2 separate regions of the Gasterosteus aculeatus genome follow, and region 2 is linked to region 1. Evidence: chromatin contacts called from public Hi-C data. All regions are on one chromosome and are shown on one strand. Each heading gives the region's core, a stretch centred on a gene start, on an enhancer-like site or on the middle of the called end of the contact. The rest is flanking DNA. Distances are from core to core; before and after follow the strand shown.

Evidence for each region. A called contact is a pair of places that touch in the nucleus more often than the background predicts.
Region 2: a Hi-C map of whole body shows a contact between it and region 1, with 4 times the contacts expected there. The contact joins two enhancer-like sites. A contact is called at or near these places in 5 of 6 Hi-C or Micro-C datasets (liver, skeletal muscle, tail fin and 1 more).

What each region holds. Positions count from the first base shown.
Region 1 is chr4:2,482,484-2,488,651 of fGasAcu3.hap1.1, reverse strand. rapgef2b (Rap guanine nucleotide exchange factor 2b) reads right to left here. Exons shown (of 29, transcript XR_013467536.1): 2 at 1,804-1,874; 3 at 238-294. Among protein-coding and RNA genes, the nearest start is that of rapgef2b, 17 kb to the right of the region's middle. Within about 2 kb of position 2,226, at least 6 of the 9 cell types and tissues checked have open chromatin away from gene starts, as enhancers often do.
Region 2 is chr4:2,523,451-2,529,618 of fGasAcu3.hap1.1, reverse strand. It overlaps rapgef2b (Rap guanine nucleotide exchange factor 2b), which reads right to left. Exons shown (of 29, transcript XR_013467536.1): 9 at 5,665-5,823; 10 at 5,066-5,218; 11 at 4,815-4,979; 12 at 4,611-4,718; 13 at 4,298-4,501; 14 at 3,250-3,358; 15 at 2,860-3,136; 16 at 2,565-2,722; 17 at 2,060-2,074; 18 at 1,470-1,710; 19 at 730-1,113; 20 at 423-634. Among protein-coding and RNA genes, the nearest start is that of rapgef2b, 58 kb to the right of the region's middle. Within about 2 kb of position 2,733, at least 1 of the 9 cell types and tissues checked has open chromatin away from gene starts, as enhancers often do.

The sequences.
Region 1 (6,168 bases), core at 977-3,476:
AAACAAGCCGTACTGCTGCCAACTGGTTGGAGCGAAGGGACGGCCGCAGGGAGCCTTCATTCATTACTAAAGGCCTTACTGAGGTGGACCTTCTAGGTTCTTGTCCTGCAGCGGTGCCGTAGAGGGTTTCGCGGGACCACCACCCTATTTTTGTGTGCTGGTTTAAAGCGTTTGACCAAATAAACATGATTAGCCATTTACCACACGCAATGCGGTTCCAGACATGGAGATACTTACTAGTAGAGCACTTCGTTGGCCTCGTGTCTCTCGTAGCGAACCGTCTCGCACATTATCCTGCAAGAGGAGAGCGGAAGGGGGGCGGGGGAGGAGGGGGAGTCAGCATCAGAATACAATGGGAGGAAACAGAAACTTCTGTTAGTCAGCAGTTTACAAAACAGGAAACATGGAGCAGATCTAGATGTTGTTCTGATAAGGACGTAGCTTCACCTACAAATATGGATTTCCTACATTTCCCAGAAGGACCTTCGGCCAACATGAGTGACAGGCAGTGAACAGGGGATTCTGATCTACGTCCAATGGGAGGGGCTTATTCACACAGTGCGTTGATGAGGAGAATAGCGGCTTTACTTTATGTTGAGCTTTACTTTCAGCGGAAAGTGTCGTGTTATTGCCAAACGTTTCATTATCTTTTGTTTTCAATTCATTCTATTGTTGTTGATGGCAGCCCCGAAGAAAGGACCTTCACCCAGTTATTTGGGGGATTTTAGTTTAGTTCATGAACGACACTGAGCAACATCAAGACTCTTACTGCCTCGTGTTATTTATGCAGGTCAGCTGAGCTTATATTGTGCAGTAAAGTCTCCCCCTCAATTAGGCTCTTTGTGCTCGGCCCTCATTAGCAGAACGCTGTTTAAGCGCGTTAATCAGCAAGGATGTAACATAATAATATCAAAGTATTATCAGTAGTAAACAGATGGTTTAATCCTATGTTATGCTTTTTGGGGGGTAAATGGTGTTCACATTGTTAAAATTGCAGATACACAACACACAACGTAACACAATAGAAAGTCCTCCACAAAAAAACGCCCCCAGAGAAGACAACTGCGCCTCAACTGTGCAGACAGGCAGCCGTAGTGAACACAAGCTGATCAAAACACAAAGGGCTTCAAAAAACAGCCGGGTGGGGGGAGATTGTTCTGCAGCCGCTGCACATCGGCAGAAAAAAACAAAACAATTCCGCCTCTAAAAAAACAAGTTGCTGTTAAAAAAGAAAAAAAAAAAAGAGCGACGCAGGGAAAACAGATGAAAGGTGGAGCAAAGAAAAGATCTATTCCGTAATCCCATCGTCAGTGGGAGGGCTGGGAATGCTGCTTCTCTAAGGATGGGAAAATGAAAGCTGACCGTGGAGGACCTCACTGTGGGACCACGGGGACATTCCTCAGGGTCCACACAGCGGAGGGGGGGGGGGGCCACACACAGTGGAATGTTCCAGCTCGCGGGTCGTGTACTGCCACATTGTTCCGTTGCCAGAGCGATCCACATGTCTGCACACAAGGCATGCTGGGAACAGACCTGTGACATGCGCCGTTTGGAGACCTTTCAACACAGTGAAGCTTTGCTTTTTTGTTGTTATCAATATGGGCCACTGAAAATGAACTATTTTAAATGAAAGTAAAAATCGGGGCTGAAACTAATTATTACTTTAGTTTTAGAAAGAGAATCACGGCCATCACTTTTTGTTTTGACCGAAACCCAAAGGCATTCATGGAAGAGCATTTTGAGACTCGTGTGACTTCTGGAGCTCCAGGTCATGTGACCAGAGTAGCTGGTGCAGACACTGACCTCAGCTGGTGCTCTCGCAGGTTGGACAAGGCCTCCATGCCGTGGAGGTACGAGTAGACGATCTCCAGGTCCTGAGGGACAAAGGACAAGTGGGGTTAGACGCAGACACGGATTATTCATTCATTCATTCAGAGAACCTCTCACACGCGCCAACATTGATTTATGTGTCCGAGCGCCGGGTCAGAAAGCCATAAAGCACCTCGAGAAAGACTAATGTAACAAAAAGAAGTAACTACACTGTGAGCTATGAACTGCCCATTCACTTCCTCCATCAAGCGAGCCAGTGAGCGACTCGCAATCACAGTCAGAGGTGAAACAAAGTGGCTCTCTGAGCTGCCAGACAGCTCCTCCACTGTCTGCTGGTACCCACTGCCTCTGTGTGTGTGTGTGTGGCGATGCCGGCTGCAGCCACTGGGGCGCCTCGGTCGGTGGCAGCGGCGCAGCAGAGGGACAACGGAGACGGTGTTGAGATCCTACGGACGCACACATGAGGCCCCACCTTGATACTTTAGTGGGAAATTGGCTGAATGACAGGATGGACTCACACTAACTAGGGTATTAGATACAAACTGCAGCATTTCACTAAAAGTCAGTCTGATCAAAAGTGATTATTATAAACGTCAAAGACAGCACATAAAAGCTAAACCGCATTCTAACAGCCATGAAGCAAACTGTAATAAACCACAACGGAATGAAAGTCTGCTCGGTGTTGTCAAAATGTGACGCATCCCCACTAACCGAATCCTGATGTTCCAGATGTCAGTGGTCACAGGAGCACCTGTTCAGTGGAGGCGATGCTCAGACACACACTGCCACCTACTGGCCGGATGAGGAATCACAGCCTCGGGCCCACCGGGAACATTTTGGATATTGAGCTCATGCCGATGCAAAAAATAAATAATTCATATTAAGGGTTCTAAAACAAATGCAAACTATAGGACAGCAAGCAATTACCCGAAGAAACAAACAGGGGACAATATGGGTTAATGGCTGGTATTTAATTGATTATTAATTTACTTAGAAATTAGCAGGAAAATGCCCTGCTACTGATTAATCAGTAAATCAATTGATTAAAATGAAAAGGTGCCAGAAATCCACTGGCTTTTACTTTTGTATTGGTCAGATTAAACAAGCAATCCGAAGACATGAAAGTGACTTTTGTGTCCTTCCCACCATTTTTATGGCTGTAGCTTTTTAATTATGGGGGCACAACATGTGATGTCACGTTTTTACATTATGTTTTGGTGCCATTTGAGAGTTGTATTAAGATACATGGAAGATTATTAGGATAATACCAAACATTTGTCTTTGTCAGAGTATTATGACAAGATCATTTTTCATTGTTGAACCTCCGACCCAAACCTCATCAAAACTTTCAATGTACCATTTCCCTGAGAAGGAAACCGCATGTATATGACCACATACATCCATAAAAGTGATCTGTGGACGGAGAAGACGCAAGGAATGAATGAATACCACTGGCACAAGGTCACCACTGGGGGGCAGTATTCCCCCTCCGTGAATAAAACAGCGCCACTCAAACGCAGCCTCACAGGAAGAACTATGCAGAACCATCAATTATGGCTTCAGTCTCAAATATTTCAGATTGACTGTACGGAAAGAATGCAAAGGAGCCCATCTTTTTTTCCGCTACATTTCCCTTTTTCTCTGCGGCCTCCTTTCAGACGGCGCCAAACACAATAACCACAAAGCGCACAGGAGACGAGACGGTTTTAGGACAAATCCCAACACAACCGACACGCTTTCAACAGACGCTGCTATTTTTCCCCCACAAGGCAATTCCTTTGTTTATTTCAAAACAATTTAAAAGCCCAAAACCAAAAAGACCTTCCATGTACTTAAATTATTCTCTTTTGTTCTTGTTGATCTACGCTTTCATCTTCAACACTTCTTTTTGCTAAAAGAAGAACAGCATCCAAGCACAGAATCAGGATCAGAAAGTAAACAAGGACACGCTGCATTAAGCTCTAAGGTCTGCTCATTGCGTGCTGAATAAAGAATAAGCCTTGTCCATTAACAACAACACCACCACCACCACCACCTGACCAGGGCTGCACAGGTGACACCATCTAATCCCGCCTCCTTCCTTATCTGAACCACGTTATCCTTCCGGGAACACAGGTGGCCTCCCGAGGAGGGAAAAAAACAAGCAGAGATGCCGTTCTCAACAAAAACCCTGGCGGACACAAAGCTGCTGGCGCCGGACTACCGATGACATTCCTCGCATGCCGGCTTCGTGACATCGACACGAGAGATAAACCTCCCCCGGGGTTAGGGAGGCTACGGAAGTTGTGATGTTTTCGCTTTGTCTCCTCCACTGACACTTCACGCGGTAACAGATCCGAGCATTGAGACACCATCAGTGACCTTAAGTGATTTAAAAAAAAAAAAAAGGATATGACGCTGCCTCCTACCAACGGTTTGATAATACATTCAAAATGTCAGCTGGCCGTTGGCATAAATTAGGCTGCAGGTATGTGCGCTTTCATCGGCGGCCATACTCGACTATGGCGATTATTTCCTGGATTAATCCGGTAATCGGTTGGTCGACGACATGGAAGGAAAAGCAATCAAAATTGATATTTTAAAAAAATAAGCCAGGTTCCATCTACCAGTCAATCATCTTCTGTATGTTGCAGCTCAAAAATACACGGCATCATTTTGTGTTTGTTGTAAAGGTTTCTCCCCGATTGATCTTTAAAGAGCCTCAAAAAACAAATAGTGCCAATATTCTTCGATGGGTTCGTTTTCTATCGTCAAAATAGTGAAAAAAGAAAGTGGAAAATACAGGAAAATGGGCTTTCAATGTGATTAGTACATTATCAAAAAGGTAGCTGCTGCTTTAATCCAATGTTTGTTCCGCTTATTTGCCCTTTAACGCGGCTGAGAAGTGCCTCTGCTTTCCTTTATCTCTGTACACCACAGTGTCCGTTAGCTCCCCCCCCCCCCATGCTCAATCCTCCTTTCATTCCCACTTCACCCTGGCTGAGAGCAGATAGCCGACCTCTGCGTGCATCCATCACCCACCGTGCAGAAACATCAAAGAGCCGGTATGCAAAGCGCTCTGACACAATGGGACACTGCAGGGAGCGGAGGGGGGGGGGCACATCACTGATGACCCAAGCAGATTGATGACCACACACACCAATATCTCCACATTGTCTTATTGGAATGATCCACAAATGGTAGTTTGGCCAGAGAGGCTGCGGTGTCGGGGCGTGCGTCGGGGGACTGATGCATCATGGGGCTTTATTGTTATTCATCACAGGAAAGAGCGATTAAGTGTCAGGGCCTAGTTTAAGTGTTAGTTAAAGCCAGACGCCCACGGGCTGAGTCGGAGGAAATCAACGCCCGCTCATCCGACCGCCGAGAACATCCTTCCTTCCGGTGATTACAGGTCCGTTCCCTCCCGACCGGGCCGAGGGATCAGCGGCGTTTCCAATCTGCGTGAGCAGGGCGTCATCTCGCGTCGGAGGACCTCACGCCCGGCATGGAAGCCAGGTGAAGAAGCAACTTGAGCGGCTTAAGTCACGGCTGCTGAATCATTTCACGGGTCCCGCATCTCGTCGTCATCCACACGTTTGTGTTTGTGAAATCACCAATTCCCTCGATGTTTAGGGGTCAAATGACTGCATCGGGTATCGTATCAATTAAACATGCGGCAGTCAGACTGCACGCGGCTCCACCGGCGGGCTCGTTACGCCGCCGCCGGCGTCCAAGACGCGCACGGCCGTGATCACGCCACTTTGTTGTCCTTCTGTTTTTTCCAATAATAGCTGGGAAACGCGCAAAGTAATCACCGCCCCCCTCAATTTGGGAGAGAGGACGACCTAGTTTTATAACAATTGCTCACTTGTCACTGCGAGGGGGGGAGGGGGGGGGGGGGGGGGGGGGGGCGCTTTGCACTCACCCTGTGAACTGTGGCTCCACAACGAATGGATTTCTTAGATGTACCGTCCCATTCACAACGTGTAGTTTTAAAGCGAATTGACTTTTTTTTTCCTATTGAATTGACGGCGAGCCTCCTGTAACCGGGCTGAATGTGTGTCCGCTCATCCGTCGCCTGACACCGGGCCGCGATCCAGTTCAGACCTTCTCAAAAGGTTTGCCTTTCCTACGCCGGCGACCCCTCGGCCTTCCCGGGTCCCGTTACCGTGACAGCGCGGGGGCCGTCTTATGTGACGGGCTTGCATTCCTCAGATGACACACACACACACACACACACACACACACACTAAAGACTACTACTGGCACCCTGCATGTGGGGGCCCGCCGGGACACGAGGGAAGCAACCGAGTTTCACCATCTAACAATCTGCAAAGTGCTTTCTGGATTGAAAACAAA
Region 2 (6,168 bases), core at 1,484-3,983, 40 kb before region 1:
GACGCAAAGCGAACATGCGTTGACTCTCACATTAGGTTTTGTTACACCGTGTAAACATCAGCAATGATTGCTTCACTTTCCGGGAAAGTAAGTACAGAAGTCATCAAACTGAAGAAATGACAACGCTAACTTGTGACAGCCTGATATTTTATTTCCTCAAAAGAAGATAAGCAAAGCGTAGCAGCATTAACTGCCTCCTAATGGATGCAATTAGATATAGCGAAGATATTATTTAGTTTTTATGTACTCTCACTTCCAAATGCAAAAGAGTCAGTGCTAACCAATTCTGGGTGACATCATTTAACATAAACGGGCAAAAATCTGTGTGACCGTCTCGCTCAACTTCAGGGCACCGCTTTTTATAATCCCCCAGCACAAACGGACCTCATCAGACGTGGGGCCGTTTCTCAATCATCCCGTACCTTCATGGAGGAAGGTGAGGTCCTTCTTGATGACGGGGAACAGGGGGATGATCGGGGGCTGCAGGTTCTGATTGTTGAGCACGTTCCTGTACTTGGCCATATTTCTGGAAGGGTCGAAGAGGTCCTGCAGGTCCCCGAACAGCTTCTCGTACTTGCTGGGTAGCTTCTCCCACGTTCCCCTCAGCCTGGAGACTGGAGCCAGATTCAGACCACTAGGAGGAGGAGGAGGAGGACACGTGTGAAACATGGCACGTGTGGGGAAAAAGTGTCCCGAGGCGCGCCGAGGCGTTCCGCCATTTGCCCTCACCTGATGATGGCGAACATGGAGTTGAAGTTCTTGCACTCGCGGCAGTGCAGTGCGATCTTGATGAAGTGCTTGACGGTCTTCATGCGCTTGATCTGGTTGGGCTCCCGCGTCACCTCCGTGGCCACCCAGAAGGTCTCGTCGTTGATGGCCTCCTCGAAGCGCTTGAGGCTGGCCGAGCCGGCCTTGGAGCGGTGCTTGAACAGGTCGTCGATGTACTCGGTGGGCTCGATGGCGCAGAAGAGTTCGAAGGCCCGCATGGAGAGCTGCGTGGCCACCTCCACCGTGCTGAGCTGCAACAAGGAGATCTGGCCCTCGCGCAGGAGGTCCTGGGCGTCGTCATCGGAACACAACGTCTCCGTCTCCATGTTGCTCTTCAAGTAGTATCTGCAGAAAGGGGAGAAGGCGCTCGGATGAGGCACAGATCACGCTGGGCTTCACTTCTCTTTGCGCCATGATTCTAAATTAAATGTTTTTTAGTGTCAGCCGGGTGACACACGGAATATGAACGTTCCACCTCATTGTAAATGGGACTGGCTCCAATCACACTTTCTAGACTAAATAAACAATTAAGGTCACTTTGCGAATACAAAGAAACAGTAAATCGCAGCCAAATTGTATTTTTACTCGACCCTTCATTGTTTTACATAACAGTCCTGGTAGAATTGGCAGCACAATGATGTTGCAAAACATCAACATTTTAAGGAGAGGACAACAAAAAGTAGGTTTAAGGGGCAAATGACCTCCCACTCAGCTGAATCCTGTCGGCTAGTTTGGACAGCTGGTCCGGTAGCCGCCTCTGCTTGATGACGCCCTCCGGCGTGACGGACACCTCACACAGCGAATAGGCCTCCGGCGCCGCGGTCAGGGCGAACTCCCTGATGGCCTGAGCCACCACCTCCTTCGCCGTTGTGTCCTTCCCGATCATGATGTACCGAGACTGTTGGTCCGCCTTGAAGACTCGCAACACCTGATCCGACATATCTGTGGACGAGCGGAACAGAGTGAGCATTCATGGCTCTTATGGGTCTCGTCATTGCAGATACAGTTATTTTATTTGCCCTTTGTCCCCCAAGATGCACAAAGAACCATCACCAAAGCATCGCTCTGTCGCCGCCCTTAAGCGTTCATTTCCCACCATTCATCAGAAACACAACAGCACCGATTAGATCACCGTCCATTGAAACGAGAAAAAAAAAAAATCAATACCCACGTGCCCTCAAACTAACAATCAGCAGTCAGAGCAACGCTGTTAGCTTTACTTAATGTGAAGAATTAAAGGTACAGCAGCTGATTGAAGTCTGATTAGAGTCAAAGAGAGGAAGATACTCACTGGGTACGAGTGGCACTGGAAGAACACAAACCACATGTGGGGGACGGAAGTTAATGGAGATCGAGGCCATATGTATACCTTTGGATTATGCCTTTACTCCTACCGTTTATTTATGGTTGCGTCATTGATTTGCGGTCGGGGGGCATGACGTCTTTACAGCGAAGGAGTCACAGAATGGTTAATCAATGGGATTCATGTGGCGTTTAATTCTTTCCCCCCCGAAACCGTCAATTACGCATTAATAACAAAGAGACACGAAACGCCGTCTCAATTAAGTTCATGTCTGACCTCCTAAACCAAAAACATTTACCCAATAAAACATACAATATGATTTAGGACTTTATTCAGATTAGCCCCTGAAATGAAGCGCTTGAATCACTTACTCTTAATTGAAATATGGACTTTCTAAAAGTAAGAGACGAGCCCATCGAGGGTGTCAGAAGGTTCCAACTGCTGCAAACTCTAAAACTGGCAATAAAGGTCAATAAAAGAACAAACTACGCACCCGGCTGGTTGTTGAAGTCCAGGATGCGGTGGTGAGACTGCAGGAGGTCCGGGTTGGACGACGAGAGGTTCCCACTGACGGGCAGCGCCGGCGCGATCTGTTTGGACTGCTTCATCCCCACGATGCTGTCGTCCTGCGATTGGCCCACGCAAACGTCGCTATGGGAACAAGAGGGGAGCGCAGAGGGGTGAGACAGCAGGTCTCTCCACCAAAGGCAGGGGGCGACGTTTGTTTGGGCGATGACAGCATTCTGAAAGCTGAATTTGGTTGAACGACGGGGACCAAGGTTTATTACTTGTATGGTTTCGGCGGCAGGATGCTGGTGAGCGTCTTGTCGAAGATCTTCTTCAGCTTGTTGCGTCCTCCCACCGAGTTGCTCTTGGCTTTCTTGCTGGCCTTCTCCAGGCCCATCACCTGCTCCACGTCCACCGCCAGGTCGGGGATGGAGTAGCGGCTGGCCTTCTTGATGTCGCCGATCTTCGGGAGGTGGGGAGCGCCGTTCTTCCGGTCATGTTCCTCCTCGCCGTCCGCGTCGTGGTCCTGTTCTGGCCTGGTTAGCAGCTCTTTAAACACTGGACGCCAGGAGGGAGGAGAGGGACGTTTGGAAAGTGGGAATATTGGTTTAATACACCAGTTCCCTTTTAATTCAGAGGCAGACGTTCTCATAAATAGGTTGAAACTTTACCTAAAAGGTTTGTTTTCACAGTTATGGACAAGTGGGTGTTGTTCTTCAGAATCTCGTTGGCTTTGATGAGCTGGACATTCTCAAAGTTCTGCCCATTGACCTCCAAAATCTGCGTAAAGAAACAGAACAAAGAACCACCAAGTCTAAGAAGGAACGCACACGGATTAAGAGCCGAGATGCTCCACCGGACAGCCGGCAAACGGTCGGCCATATTGGATCAGTTCAAGAGCCGTGAACACAGTTAATAATCTCTGCATGACAGATTCTATCCGTTGAACAGAGGTGCAACATCTGGCGTGTTACACATCGTGACATTTAGTCCACACGTCTTTGACACCAACGAGGTCCTTGTCACAGCTCGACCTCGACGCCCGGGCCGCGTATTTGCTCGTTAATGTAATCTGCACAGCGACCTTTGCCGCTTCCTCTTTAGTGGAAGAGGAAGCGGCCTTGGAGCGTGACGAGGGCGGTCCTCTGCCGGTGTGAAGCCCAAATGTCTCTTTTAAACTCGGCAGTGATTCCCGAGACGTTGCTGGTGAGTTTAATGCGCTAATCTCTAGTGGCCCGAGGACAAAACGCTTTGAGATGAAATGTCCCGCGCGAACGACGGTCCTGACGGAAGTCGTTAAAAAAAGGGGGGGGGGGGGGGGGGGAAGGTGTGACGAGGTTTGAGAGAGTGAACGCGGCGAGGATGCCAGCTTCTCCGCTTCCTTCTCGGGGGGGAAACAGCTGCGGGGGATGTTTGGAGTCGAGAGGGCTTAACTGGCATCCCGACACTCTCAAGATGGCTTCAGGGATTAAGGGACTTTGCGTTAAACACGGAGGACTGCAGAGTGTGAAAACGGGTTGGAAGTCAAGTCGCGGGGAAAAAGTCAAGACGGGGGGAGGAGGAGGGGGGGCGGCTGAGCCCTGCGGCGAAGCTACTGGCAAGTTTAATTTAAGACTTTAAAAAGTCACAGCGAGTAAAGTTTCACTCTCGACAGTTGAAGAGGAAGCACAACCGTAACAATGCGTGCCGTCTGAAAGTAGAAAACGGAAGCCGCCTCACCTGGTCGCCGCGCTTAAGGCCGACCTCCGCCGCCTTGCTGCCGGGCTCCACGGCGTCGAGGAAGATGCGGAAGCCCTTCTCCTGCCCCCCGAGGAGGCTGAAGGCCAGCGGCGAGTCCCTGGACGGCTTGGTCAGCGTCACCAGCCGCGGCTTGGCTTTGGCGGCGCACGCTATGTTTAACAGTCGGAGGTGGCCGCACATTTTCTGCGGGGGAGAAAAAAAAAACCCGCGAACGGCGCGGACGCGAGGGAAGGGAAATAAGTCAATTTGAATGGATCCACGGACGAACCCCTCGGCGACCCGATCGACTTACTTCTTTTTCCAGATTGTTTTCAAACTCTTCCAGAAAGCGAGTCATGGCGGAGTCGCCCTCGAAGTCGTTGAAGTGATTGTTTACCCACAGCAAGACCACCCGCGTAACCTGGAGGAGATCACATGATCAGCAGGGGTCAGCGCACAGTTTCACGGCGGCCGTGGCGTGTTTGGGTGCAAAGACACGCAGCTCCTACACGCGTACCTTGTCCCTGAGACTGGGGTCGTGGAACCACTCCAGGAGCTTCTTGCCCACGACCATGGGGCTGGAGAGGAACGTCCTGTAGGTCAAGAGGAAGTCCTCGATGTAGGTGGGGTCCACCACCGAGTGCTCCTCCACCAGGTGCATGGTGAGACGCTCCGACGTGCCCTGCGGGTTAACATCGTTGGCGTTTGAAATGCAGTCTCTTTGGAGCCCTTGAGACTTTGAGGGGAAAACGTGGACGGACTCGTCACCTTGATGACGATGTGTCCTTTGCGGGTGCCGGTGCGGTCCAGTTCACGGTGCTCCTTCACCATGACGATCTCGCCCTCCTCCTCGACCTTCTGCATGTTCTTCTCCACCTGGTTGAGGATGCAGCAGTAGTCCTGCTGGGCTATGCACACAAACTGGACGAGACCGGATGAATGAAAGAGTTAGTTCGACTCACTAACTAACTTGGACACACTAACATGCATTTTAAACATCAACGACAATCCTGTGAATAAGAAAAAAACTATAAATATTGACCTGTTGGAGACATCAAAGTAGATTGAAAATCAAATAGACAAAAGGAAAAGCTACTAAAGTACAGATCTTACATGAAAACACAGATTTCACTCATTAAGAGCAACATTTAACTCATGAGGATGAAAGTGTATTCGGTTCTTTATTCCCATTAAACACATAATATGCAATAAATAGGATGTTGCCCTCTACGATTCTCTTTGGAAAAAGGCTATTTCTCACATTTAACTTCTGCAACTTACTGTCTGCCTGCAGTCACAGTGGGAGTTAATAGGATAGAAAGTGGACCTGCTAGCCCCGAGACCATGACACTCCCACAAGAGCCCACCTGGCAGTCGTCCACCTTCGTCTTCATCACGCCCTTCATGTATTCCTTCTCCATGGTTGGTGACACGCCAAAGCTGTTCCCCATACACAGGATCTCGGTCCGGCCCTCCGGGTACGTCACCTCCACCGAACCGTTGAGGATCACCGACCACGAGTCCAGCTGCACACGGGGCCACATTAGCAATAAAACCATAACAACTTTTACAATTACATTTAAGTTCAGCCTGGAAATATTCCCAACAGCTGGTGTCCCTTAATGAGTCAAAGTTATTTATCAGAAAGAACAAACTTCAAGGGGACCCTAACAGATGGGTTCTCTTTTCCCCACGAGAATATTAGAGCTGCAAAGCAAAGTAAAACCAGTAAAGTAAGTAATGCATGCAAAAAAGTGCCAATTGAACCATGACTTCTGGCGTTTCAGTATCGTAGAAAAACTAAACTTGTCTTCAGCGAAACCAGAGAGAACATGGGATGACTCCTCCGTTGCCTAAGGCGTCCGAGATGC